Linked DNA regions of Sus scrofa: region 2 is linked to region 1. Evidence: chromatin contacts called from public HiChIP or PLAC-seq data. All regions are on one chromosome and are shown on one strand. The core of a region is the stretch at or near the end of the contact, and the rest is flanking DNA. Distances in the headings are between cores, read along the strand shown.

What was found. HiChIP or PLAC-seq counts read pairs in DNA pulled down with a chosen protein or histone mark.
Region 2: a contact with region 1 is called in an H3K27ac HiChIP or PLAC-seq map of alveolar macrophages. The contact joins the promoter of ADIPOR2 here to the enhancer-like site in region 1. A contact is called at or near these places in 1 of 5 promoter capture datasets (liver), 8 of 47 Hi-C or Micro-C datasets (epiblast stem cells, fetal liver, heart right ventricle and 3 more) and 2 of 2 datasets of contacts at active chromatin or transcription factors (alveolar macrophages and skeletal muscle).

The regions. Positions count from the first base shown.
Region 1 is chr5:68,736,915-68,742,769 of Sscrofa11.1, forward strand. No RefSeq gene overlaps it. Among named protein-coding and RNA genes, the nearest start is that of ADIPOR2, 43 kb to the right of the region's middle. Within about 2 kb of position 3,282, at least 21 of the 83 cell types and tissues checked have an H3K27ac peak or open chromatin away from gene starts, as enhancers often do. A contact at or near this core is called in alveolar macrophages, fetal liver, liver and 2 more, where this site is marked.
Region 2 is chr5:68,780,253-68,786,107 of Sscrofa11.1, forward strand. ADIPOR2 (adiponectin receptor 2) reads left to right here and starts at 2,547. Exons shown (of 7, transcript NM_001007192.1): 1 at 2,547-2,717. The coding sequence starts at 2,547.

The DNA.
Region 1 (5,855 bases), core at 2,032-4,531:
CGCCGGATCGTTAACCCACTGAGCAAGGGCAGGACCGAACCCGCAACCTCATGGTTCCTAGTCGGATTCGTTAACCACTGCGCCACGACGGGAACTCTGCTCTGTTCTGCCTATTAGAACAACCAACTCCTTTGCAAGTCCCTGATTTGAAATTGTCTTCTCCCATAGGTTTGCTGGATTCCCAGAGGCCATTTAATTTTTTTAAAGAATTTTTTTTTATTTTAAAAGTTTATTTATTTATTTATTTTTGCTTTTTAGGGCCGCACCTGCAGCATATGGAGGTTCCCAGGCTAGGGGTCCAATTGGAGCTGTAGCCACTGGGCTATGCCACAGCCACAGCAACTCAGGATCCAAGCTGTGTTTTCGACCTACACCACAGCTCACGGCAACGCCAGATCCTTAACCCACTGAGCAAGGCCAGGGATCGAACCCGCAACCTCATGGTTCCTAGTCGGATTTGTTTCCGCTACGCCACAATGGGAACTCCTAAAGTTTAATTTTTTATTTTATATTGAAGTATAGTTGATTTATAACATTGTGTTAATTTCAGGTGTACAGCAAGGTAATCAGTTATAAACTCATTCTTTTTCATATTCTTTACCCATATCAGTTACTACAGAATATGGAGTAGAGTTCCCTGTGCTATATAGTAGGTCCTTGCTGTTTGTCTGTCTTATATATGATAGTGCGTATCTGTTAATCACACATTCCTAATTTATCCCCCCTCCACCTCTCCCCTTTGATAACCATAAGTTGTTTTTCTTTTTTTCTTTTTTTTTTGGCCATGCCCTGGGCATGTGGAAATTCCTTGACCAGGGATGGAACCTGTGCCACTGCAGTGACCTGAGCCACAGTAGTGACAACGCTGGATCCCAGTTCTGCAAGGTCTGAGTCCTTTGCCAAAAAGAAATATCCGAGTAGGACAAGGACTGCAAGATGTTCCTGTAAATGTCCCACGACCTCTGGAGCAGTGGCAGCACGTGTTTGAGACTTTATAAATGGCCAGCGTGATTTTTGTCCCTTCTGATTTGAGAGCATGGATTGTCCAGCCTGGGAATCTTAGACTGTGGACGGAAAGGGCATTCAGGGAGTGGGATGTGAGTCCATTCGCAGGTGTAAGGTGCTTTGTTTCTTCATGTTTCATTTCCTGACACAGCCAACCCCTCTCCCAGCCTGGCTGGGACCAGGCTCCCGCAGAGCCGGTTCTGGGCTGCGCTGCGCTCCTGTGAGGCCACATGGTGTCACTGTTTCATCAGCTGCAGCTGAGGGTCTGCGACTCCCACCTTGGTTCAAAAAGTTGGGCATGCGGGAGTTCCCATCGTGGCTCAGCGGGTTAAGAACCTGACTAGCATCCATGGGTTCGATCCCTAGCCTCTCTCAGAGTTAGGGATCTGATGTTGCCGTGACCTGTAGGTCACAGATATGAGGCTTGGATCCCACCTGCCTGTGGTGTAGGCCGGCAGTTACAGCTCCAATTTGATTCCTCCATATGCTGCAGGTGTGGCCCTAAAAAGAGAAAAAAAAGAAAAAAAAGGGTATATGGTCCTTGCAGGCAGCCCAGTGGAGCTTCAGATTTTTCCTCTGGACCAATTTGGGAAGAATTAGATCAGCCTCAGTGTTGTTTTAATTTTTTTGGCCCCACCAGCAGCCTGAGGAAATCCTGGGCCAGGGATTGAACCCTTGCCACAGCACCCACCTGTGCCTGATCCCCAACCTATTGAGCCACACGGAAACTCCTGTTTTACTTATTTTTTTAAAGGTTGAGTGTGGAATAAAGATGAGGGGAGTGCCTAGTCTGGCCAGCATGCCAGATGTGGGTGACAACAGTGGAGCTCAGGCCGGGAAGTGGCATGGGTTAGCCCTTGCTCTTAAGTAGCCGAATTCTCTGCATGTTTGAAGGTCATCACTGCCGAGGTGGGAATAACTCTAGCTACCATGTGGAGGCCTTACTGTACCAGCTGCTTTGCATGTATTGTATATAATTCTCTCAGTACCTCTGCAAGGTAGGCATTACCATCCACAAGTTACAGGTGGGAAAACAAGATTCAGAGAGGTCGAGTAACATCCTCTGACTCACACAGCTGCTAATTGACGCTGACCGACTCCAAGCTCCTTCTGGTTCCTCAGCGGATGTCTGGGTAATCACAGGATGTAGTCACCTGCAACAGAGGTGTGTGTTTCCTTGTGAGCCTCAGGTGTGTACAGTAATCTTCCCCCATCTTGCCACTGTGAATTTGAACAAGAAGGGTGAGTCAGGAAACTTCTGATAGGGGCATACAGCTGAAGGAACTTGGCCGTCCTGAATCTAAGGTGAGAGATCAAGGCGTGCAGAGCCAAGGACACAGATTTGCACAGAGTGAAGAAAGGGCATCTGGTGTACATGTTGAAACAGAGAGGGGATGGGGAAGCCTTGAGTCGGGCGCTGTGAGGCCGGGATGGCAGAACTAGCTCCGTAATTCTCAGCCTGTGTGAATTACAGAGAGAGGCCCCATGGTGGGTTCATTTTACATAAAACGGTTGGGTTCCTTTTGCTTGTTTGTTTTGTTTTTGATTATCTGAAAATTTTAATTTGTTCTGGCAATGTAACTAACACAGCATAAGGAGTTAAGCCCTCGGGCCAGGCAGGACCGTGGCCCCTGGAGGGTGGGGGGTGGCAGGAGGAGGGAGAGGCCTGAACTGAGGTAACCCAGGGAAGGTTGTAGGGGTGGGAGCCAGGAGATGGGTTGGGAGGTTGCCTGCCCAGCCTTAACCCACTGCATAGAAAGTAAAAGAGGAGTCCCTTTTGTGGCCTAGCGGAAATGAACCTGACTAGTATCCATGAGGATGCGGGTTCGATCCCTGCCTTTGATCAGTGGGTTAAGGACCCAGCATTGCCATGAGCTGTGGAGTAGGTTGCAGACTTGGCTTGGATCCGGTGTTGCTGTACCTGTGGCCAAAAAACAAAAAAAGAAAGAAAAGAAAAAATGGAGGGAGTTCCCTGGTGGCCTAGTGGTTAAAGGACCCGGTATTGTTACTGCTGTGGCGTGGGTGTGATCCCTGCCCTGGAAACTTCCGCATGCTTTGGGTGCAGCCAAGAAAATAAAAAGCACCCTTCCCTTCAGTCACCAGGGAGAGGCCTGAGGGAAGGGGACAGGTTGCTGACTGCTTGTCCCTCTGTGAACACACAGGATCTGAGTTCAGAAGACAAGAATTCAGCTGGTGGGAGAATGAGGGTGGGGAGAGGAGGTCACCCATCTCCTGGGTCCATGAATGGGACCCTGGCCTTGGACATCAGCCCCAGGGCCAGAGTGTGTCTCTTCTGTAGATGTCGCCCCAGCTCCCAGGACCGGAATGTCAGCTTTCCTGCCCTCCAGTCTGTCTTGACTGCTGGATCCCCTTGTGTCCGCAAAGCCTCAAAGCAGTAAGGCCACCAGTCTGTACCAGGAGGGCGGGACTGTGTCCTCAGGGGGGCCCAAGGCCACAGCAGAGAACACCTTCCTCCCTTGGCTCAGCCCAGCCTGGTGCCGGGACGTGCTGGTGGCCCTGCTCACAGAGGGGCTGCGGTGGTAGGGAAGGGTCCCAGGACCTCAGCTTGCAAACTGGAAGGTGTTTCCTGAGAGGCAGGTCTCTACTCAGGGTGGGGTTTCTGTTGGTCCTTTTGGGCTGCCCTGAATAGTATGGATTACGCATACTCTAGTTTATCTGGGAAAATGCCTTCCAGTTCTAAACAAAGTATTTAGGAATTCTTTCTGAGAACAATGCCCATTCATAAGATGGGGACATTGTGTTCTGGTGACTCTCGGCTGGAAGAGGGAGGTGACTGGGGTGTCACCCCTACAAAGCTGGCTGTGCTTAGAAACCCAAGTCCCAGTGTTTGCTCAAAATATGAGCATGCAGGGTGACTGGTCCGAAGAACCTGCCCTGCGTGACAGTCACATGTCCTGCCCATGTGCCATGTCCTTCACTCTGAGCTAAACAATCTTGGGAAACTGTGTCCTCTGCAAAGTTCACTGTACACAACTTCAGACACTGTCCAGGCCAGAAAGGCTAAGAAAAATCTTCTCTCTCAGAACACCTACTGTTTCTGCTTATCTTTTAACAAAAGAGGGGCAAGGAAATTGTTTGGAAATCTGAACACTGAGGTGTTTTTTTTGTTTTGTTTTGTTTTTTGTATTTTTTCATGTAAAGAAGTGGGTTCTTTCTTTCTTTCTTTCTTTCTTTCTTTCTTTCTCTCTTTTTCATTTTTGAAATGTAATTGACACACAGTGCTCTGTAAGTTTTAGGGCAACGGCATGGCGACCTGTCTCGCACATATTGTGAGATGATGACCACAGTGAGTTTAGTTAAATCCATCACCCTATAGAGATTTAAAAGATTTTCCTCCTTGTGAAGGGAACACTTAGAACCTACTCTCTCTCTCTTTTTGGCCAGGCCCCACAGCATGTGGAAGTCCTCAGGCTGGGGATCACTGCACCACAGCATCAACTCAAGCCACAGCAGTGACAATGCTGGATCCTTAACTCACCGAGCCACCAGAAAACTCCTAGGATCTACTCTCTTAGCAACTTTCAAATACTCCATATGGCATCAAGTTCACTTCATTTTTGTTTCTTCTCTTTCCCTTTTACTGTGAGAAGCCTAACTCCCATGGGAGTATTTTAAGGAGCTAAAAAGAATGAGAAAGAAGTGAAAAGTCACCACGGCCCTAGCTCCCCTGTGCCAGCACCCCCTGCAATGGCCTTAGGGTTAGGTCAGACCAGGGCCCAAGTGGTCTCAGCAGCCCAGGTTGTGCTGGGCACCCCAAGGTTGTAAGAGGTCACAACAGTAGTGCCAGTACTTGGTGCAATTTTAGGACAGCCTATAAATACACACCAGGGCAAAGTGAATTCCAGGCCACCCAGAACGTTTGGTTGTGCTGAACCTCCATGGTTCACCTGGATTAACTCTGAGTGACCTCCAGCTGTTGATCTGACCCTAAACCCAGAAACATGAGGTATAATTGGGGTTACAATGATAGCAGATTAATTCTGGCATTTAGAGGAAACTGGAAGATAGGAGAGAAAGAGAAAGAAGCAAAAGCGATGAGTATCATCACTTTTTTTGGGGGGCCGCACCCTTGGCATATGGACATTCCCAGGCTAGGGGTGGAATCAGAGCTACAGTTGCTGGCCTACACCACAGCCACAGCAACACGGGATCTGAGCCGCATCTGTCCTATACCACAGCTCATGGCAACTCCAGATCCTGACCCACAGAGAGAGGCCAGGGATTGAACCCACATCCTCATGGATACTAGCCAGATTAGTTTCTGCTGTGCCACAGTGGGAACTCCCAGTATCACACTTTAAAGCCCTACTAAAGATGCACAGGAGAGTTCCCGTCGTGGTTCAGTGGTTAACGAATCTGACTAGGAACCATGAGGTTGCGGGTTCGATCCCTGGCCTTGCTCAGTGGGTTAAGGATCTGGTGTTGCCATGAGCTGGGGTGTAGGTCGAAGATGTGGCTTGGATCCCATGTTGCTGTGGCTGTGGTGTAGGCTGGCAGCTGTAGCTCCTATTTGACCCCTAGCCTTGGAACTTCCACATGCCTTGGGAGTGGCCCTAGAAAGCAAAAAATCACACAAAATGATACTGTGTGTTTTTCACAGATATACATATGTATGTATGTGAAAGTAACAAAATTACTGAAAGGATTAGCAAATTCTTGACAGTGCTCAGCTCTGGGGAGGGGAGGTGGGGTACAGGATTGCCTGTGAAGGTCACAGAAAATTTCAACTTTATCTGTAACATTTCTTTTTTTGTGGGGGAAAAATATAGCTAGTTTTTAATCAGCTCTGAGTGGCGGGAACTTTTCATATTACAGTCTTACTTTTCTGT
Region 2 (5,855 bases), core at 1,297-3,796, 43 kb after region 1:
GCTAGGGGTCTAATTGGAGCTGTAGCTGCCAGCCTACACCACAGCCACAGCAATGCCAGATCTGAGTCGCGTCTGTAACCTACACCACAGCTCACGGCAATGCCGGATCTTTAATCTATTGAGTGAGGCCAGGGATCGAACCTGAAACCTCATGGTTCCCAGTGGGATTTGTTTCCACTGCGCCACAATGGGAACTCCCCAAATACTTTATCTTTTATTCTTCTTAGCAACACAATTGGCTGGACAGTTCGTTGTTCCAGCTGCTTTTAGCAACAGACTAATGGCCTTGGAAAAGTTACCTAATCTCTGAGTCTGTTTCCACATCTGTAAAGTGAAGGATATGGGAGATACCACATGTAAATTCTCTGGTACAGAATTTGACTTAATTCAGGGTTCTCCTTTTGGCACAGAGGTTAAGACTGTTGTTGTCACTGCTGTGGTTTGATCCCTGACCCAGGAACTTCTGTATGCCACAGTGTGGCCACCCCCCACCCCCAAATTTTTTTTAATTGAGTCCATATGCAATAAATGTTAGCATATGGAACAAAATGAAATGATGAGTGTGAAACAGCTTTGTGAGCTGTAAATAAAGAAATCTAAGTCAGTAGCATTGTTTGCTCGTTAAGATGGGCATCAGTAGCATAGTTTATAACCTCAGTATTATAATACACTGGCTCAGGCTCTTCGTGATAGGTTTAGGCCCAGGTTTGGTCATGCTTAAAGACTGCATTTGTTCTTCTAAAAACTTTAGAGAACATCTCCAGCAAACTTAAATGATGTATGAAACAAACAGTAGTCTAATTCAAACTCTTCAGTTAATTCTTAGTCACCTTTTACCCTTTTTTTTTTTTTTTTTTTTTTTTTGTCTTTTTGCTATTTCTTTGGGCTGCTCCTGTGGCATGTGGAGGTTCCCAGGCTAGGGGTCTAATCGGAGCTGTAGCTGCCAGCCTACACCAGAGCCACAGCAACGTGGGATCCGAGCCGCGTCTGCGACCTATACCACAGCTCACAGCAATGCCGGATCATTAACCTACTGAGCAAGGGCAGGGACCAAACTCACAACCTCATGGTTCCTAGTTGGATTCGTTAACCACTGCGCCACGACGGGAACTCCTACCCTCTTTTTTTTTTTTTTTTTTTTTTTTTTTGCATCCAGGCCTTCCACTTTGCCCTACTCCTCCTCTCCCCTCTTAAGAATTTTGAATCTCATGAGATTTATGAGCCTAACATGTACCTTGGCTTCTTCATGTTTTAGTCTTTCTAGTTGGATTGGCTGTGATAATCACCTTATTTGGATATGTATCTTAAATCTCTAAAATAAATTAAGCTTTTGTACTATGAGTTATGAAGTAAAGGGCCAAGGACTTAAAATTATTGACCCACTAGGAAACTTATGAGATCCAATTTAGAGGAATATGGATGAATTCTGAAAGTATTTTTACCACTTAAAAACATTTAAATACCACTTGTCACATTCTTTAAATATTTATATGCATAACACTTTCTGGGAGCTCACAGGGATATAAAAGCGGTGTGCTCTGGTGTCAGTTTCTTGCCTTCTAGGGTAGTCTAGAGTTAGTTCAGAACAGCTCAGAAATATTGACATTGCAGACATTAAGCAAGCAACCTAAAATATAAAACATTGCCAATAATATATGCCACATCAGTCAGAGACACTGTCTTACTTATTTCATAAAAGTGTGTTGAATTTTGGTTTCCTCGCCTGTGAAGTAGAAATGAAAATACCCTGAAGAGTCATCATGATTTAAATGAGGTTGGATATGGAAAACTTACATTCTTTCTGCAGTTATAGGTATGTTTTTAATTGAAAAAATATTATATGGCATATGGTTAAAAAAAAAAATTCAGGCAGGACAAGATGGAAAGTAAGTCTTCTTACTCCAGACCCTAGGTTCTGCCCTGGGTACTCCTGTACCAAGAGCACAGTTAGTTGTTCCACGTACATATAAACTTATTTTTATAAAATCTGTGTGGGAACATTATACATGTTATCTTTTATAGCCTGCTTTTTTTCATTTAAAAATATATTTTGGCGGAGTTCCTGTTGTGGCACAGTGGAAACGAATCCGACTAGGAACCATGAGGTTGCAGGTTTGATCCCTGGCCTCTCTCAGTGGGTTAAGGATCCAGTGTTGCCATGAGCTGTGGTGTAGGTCGAAGACGTGGCTCGGATCTGATGTTGCTGTCACTGTGGCGTAAGCCTGCAGCTGTAGCTCTGATTAGACCCCTAACCTGGGAACCTCCATGTGCCACGGGTGTGGGTCTAAAAAACAAAAAATAAAGAATAAGTACATTTTGGCAGTCTTTTAACAATAAATGCAAGTTTTTAAATACATTTATTATTCCTAATAATTGCGGAAAATTCTAGTTTTAGTGTATAATAACACAGCCTATGTCTTCCCTACAACTCATTCAAATGTTGATTCAAAACTTCTCTCCTTAGGGTCAACTCACTATCCTAAAAGTCCACCCTCCTGAGAAGAAGGGACAGAAAGACCTCTCTGTAAGAAGGGCTTGGGTATCCCATGAACGAGACAGCAGAAAACCGATCGGAGTACAGCAGGACTCCAGAGCCAGGTATAAGGCTCAGAAAAGGGCACCAACCTGATGGTACAAGAAGAGGTGACAATGACATCCACCAAGGAGCCTTGGATCCTGTTATAGAGGCAACTGTCATTTCTTCCTGCCATAAAAAAGTAAGTTAAAAAAAGTGTGGGAATCTTGCTGGAGTTTGGAAAGGCAGAACACTGCCTTTTGAAAAGGAACCTTGTAAGGTTTTGTTCAGGATAATTTGAAGTTTTGTATTCTTAAGTTACCTAGGTATTAGTTACGCCTTTTCTATTGACACTGAGAACTGTGCTTATCTGTTTTATTTAAGAAAGGTGGTGGGTTTCTGTAGTTACCACATATCCATTATATACTCTTGTGTCTGGCTTCTTTCACTCATCATCATGTTTGTGAAGTTCATCTGTATTTACTTTGTGTAGCTATAGATTGTTCATTTTCATTGCTCTGTAGTATTTCTTCATGTGACTATACCACATTTAATTAATTAATTTATTTTTTTGGTCTTTTTAGGGTCCCACCTGCGGCATGGGAGGTTCCCAGGCTAGGGGTCTAAGCGGAGCTACGCCACAGCCACAGCAGCGCCAGATCCGAGCTGCCTCTGTGACCTACACCACAGCTCATGGCATCGCTGAATCCTTAAGCCACTGAGCAAGGCCAGGGATCAAACCCGCAACCTCATGGTTCCTAGTCAGATTTGTTTCCGCTACACCACGACAGGAACTCCTGCCTTTATTTACTTTTTTTTTTTTTTTTTTTTTTTTTTTTTGAGATGTTTTGTGTTGGCACTCAGGGAGTACAAAGATAAGACATGGTTTCTGCCCTTAAGCAGGTTGTGTAGTTTAGTTCAGGAGACAGACAAGTAAATCAGTTCATTTTTGCTAACTGCCATGTGACTATATGCACAGGGGGAACCTCTCCTGGCAGGTTGGCATCTGGGAAGGTAGAACTTGCATTTCAAAGTTAGCTAAGAGGAGGGATTAGAAGGCATTCCAGGAGTTCCCGTCGTGGCGCAGTGGTTAACGAATCCGACTAGGAACCATGAGGTTGCGGGTTTGGTCCCTGCCCTTGCTCAGTGGGTTAACGATCCAGCGTTGCCGTGAGCTGTGGTGTAGGTTGCAGACGTGGCTCGGATCCCTCGTTGCTGTGGCTCTGGCGTAGGCCGGTGGCTACAGCTCCGATTCAACCCCTAGCATGGGAACCTCCATATGCCGAGGGAGCGGCCCAAGAAATAGCAACAACAACAATAACAACAACAACAACGAAAGACAAAAAAAAAAAAAAGAAGGCATTCCAGGCCAAGGGAATAGTATATGTGAAGACACAGAAGCAAGAAATAGCATGATGCTTTCAGGGAATAGGAGTCATGTATTTATTTATTTATTTTTTGCTTTTTAGGGCTGTACCCATGGCATATGGAAGTTCCCATGCTAGGAATTGAATCGGAGCTACAGCTGCCAGCCCACTCCACAGCTATAGCAATGTGGGCCATGAGCTTCGTCTGTGACCTACACCACAGCTCACGGCAACGCCAGATCCTTGACCCAGTGAGCGAGACCAGGGATCTAACCCATGTCCTCATGGTTACTAGTCGGATTCCTTTCCACTGCACCTCAACAAGAACGCTAATAGCTAATGTGTAGACACTGGTGATACTGATGTGTGAACCTGCAAAATGCTTGGTGTGGGGGGGAATGTAGGGTGACAGGGACAAGGATTATTAGCAAGGAAGCCTTAGATAATCCAGATCTTTAGACTCCTGGTCCAATATTCTCCCATTGTCAAATTCTTTTTGAGATGTGTGATGTCGTATATTGATTGAAAAGGAAAGACCACTACTTCTAGGCCTCTGACTCTAAGGCCTTGGCTCTTTTAACTATATTTGTTCAAGTTTATAGTTTGTGTTTTGTAAGCTTCTATAGATAAAAGCATAAAAGAAGCATTTCAGACCAGGTTGGCCTGATCTTAGTTTTACGGCTTTATTTCATATCTCTGAGTTTTCAAGGATTAAGTTGAATAAAGAGAGTAGCCCTTATGGTTGTCCTACTTTTCCTCTGTTCTAGGTTCTTCTTTATAAATGGAAGTTTAGGAGCCAGTTTTCATTCATTCAACCTGGGATTATTCTCTTGAACTGATTTGCTTTAACCAAACTTTTAGGAATGCCACTGTATATTAGGTTATCATAAGATAAATAGACTTTCCTGCCTGTTAATCGCTTTATTTTCTTTTCTTGAGGAAGCTTACTTACAAAACTCAGTTAAGATTAGAGAGAGTTGCTTTGTGAGGAAAAAAAAAAATGATTTTAAAGATTTTTTCCATCAAGCTTGGCAGAGATAACTAGTCTTTTTTTTTTTTTTTTTTCTGGCTGCGGCATGTGGACATTTCCTGGGCCAGGGATTGAACCCTCTGTGCCACCAGGGAATCTAGAGATAATTAGTTTTTACAGGCTAAGACTGTATGTATTTCTAGGCTGGCCAAAATGAATGTTCATATAGACCAGCTATTGTACTTACTCTGTTTGACCATACCAGAGACACATCTACAGTGGATGTTTATTTATGGCCACACCCATGGCAAATGGAAGTTTCCAGGCTAGGGGTCTGATTGGAGCTTCAGCTGCTGGCCTATGCTACAGCCACAGCAACTCCAGATCCGGGACACATTTTTGATCTACACCACAGCTCATGGCAACACCAGATCCTTAACCCACTGAGCAAGGCCAGGGATCAAACCTATGTCCTCATGGATGCTAGTCAGATTCATTTCCACTGAGCCATGAGAGGAACTCCTGTATTTTACTCATCTTTTAAAAAATCCTTTTGGAACTCCCTGGTGGCTCAGTGGGTTAAGGATCTGGTATTGTTACTGCTCTGGCTTAGGTTCAGTCCCTGGCCCGGGATCTTCTGCATGCCATGGGCAAGGCCAAAAAAAAAAAAAAAAAAAAAAAAATCCTTTTAATATATATTAAAATGGGAGTTCTCATTGTGGTTCAGTGGTTAGGGGCCTGACTAGTATCCATGAGGATGTGGGTTTGATCCCTGGCCTCACTCAGTGGATTAAAGGATCTGGCATTGCTGTGAGCTGTGGTGTAGGTCACAAACTCAGTTCAGATCCTGTGTTGCTGTGGCTGTGGTATAGACTGGCAACTGCAGCTCCGATCCAACCCTTAGCCTGGGAGCTTCCATATGTCACAGGTGCAGCACTAAATTAAAAGCAAACACATATATATGTGTGCGTGTGTATATATATATATATGTATATATACTGAA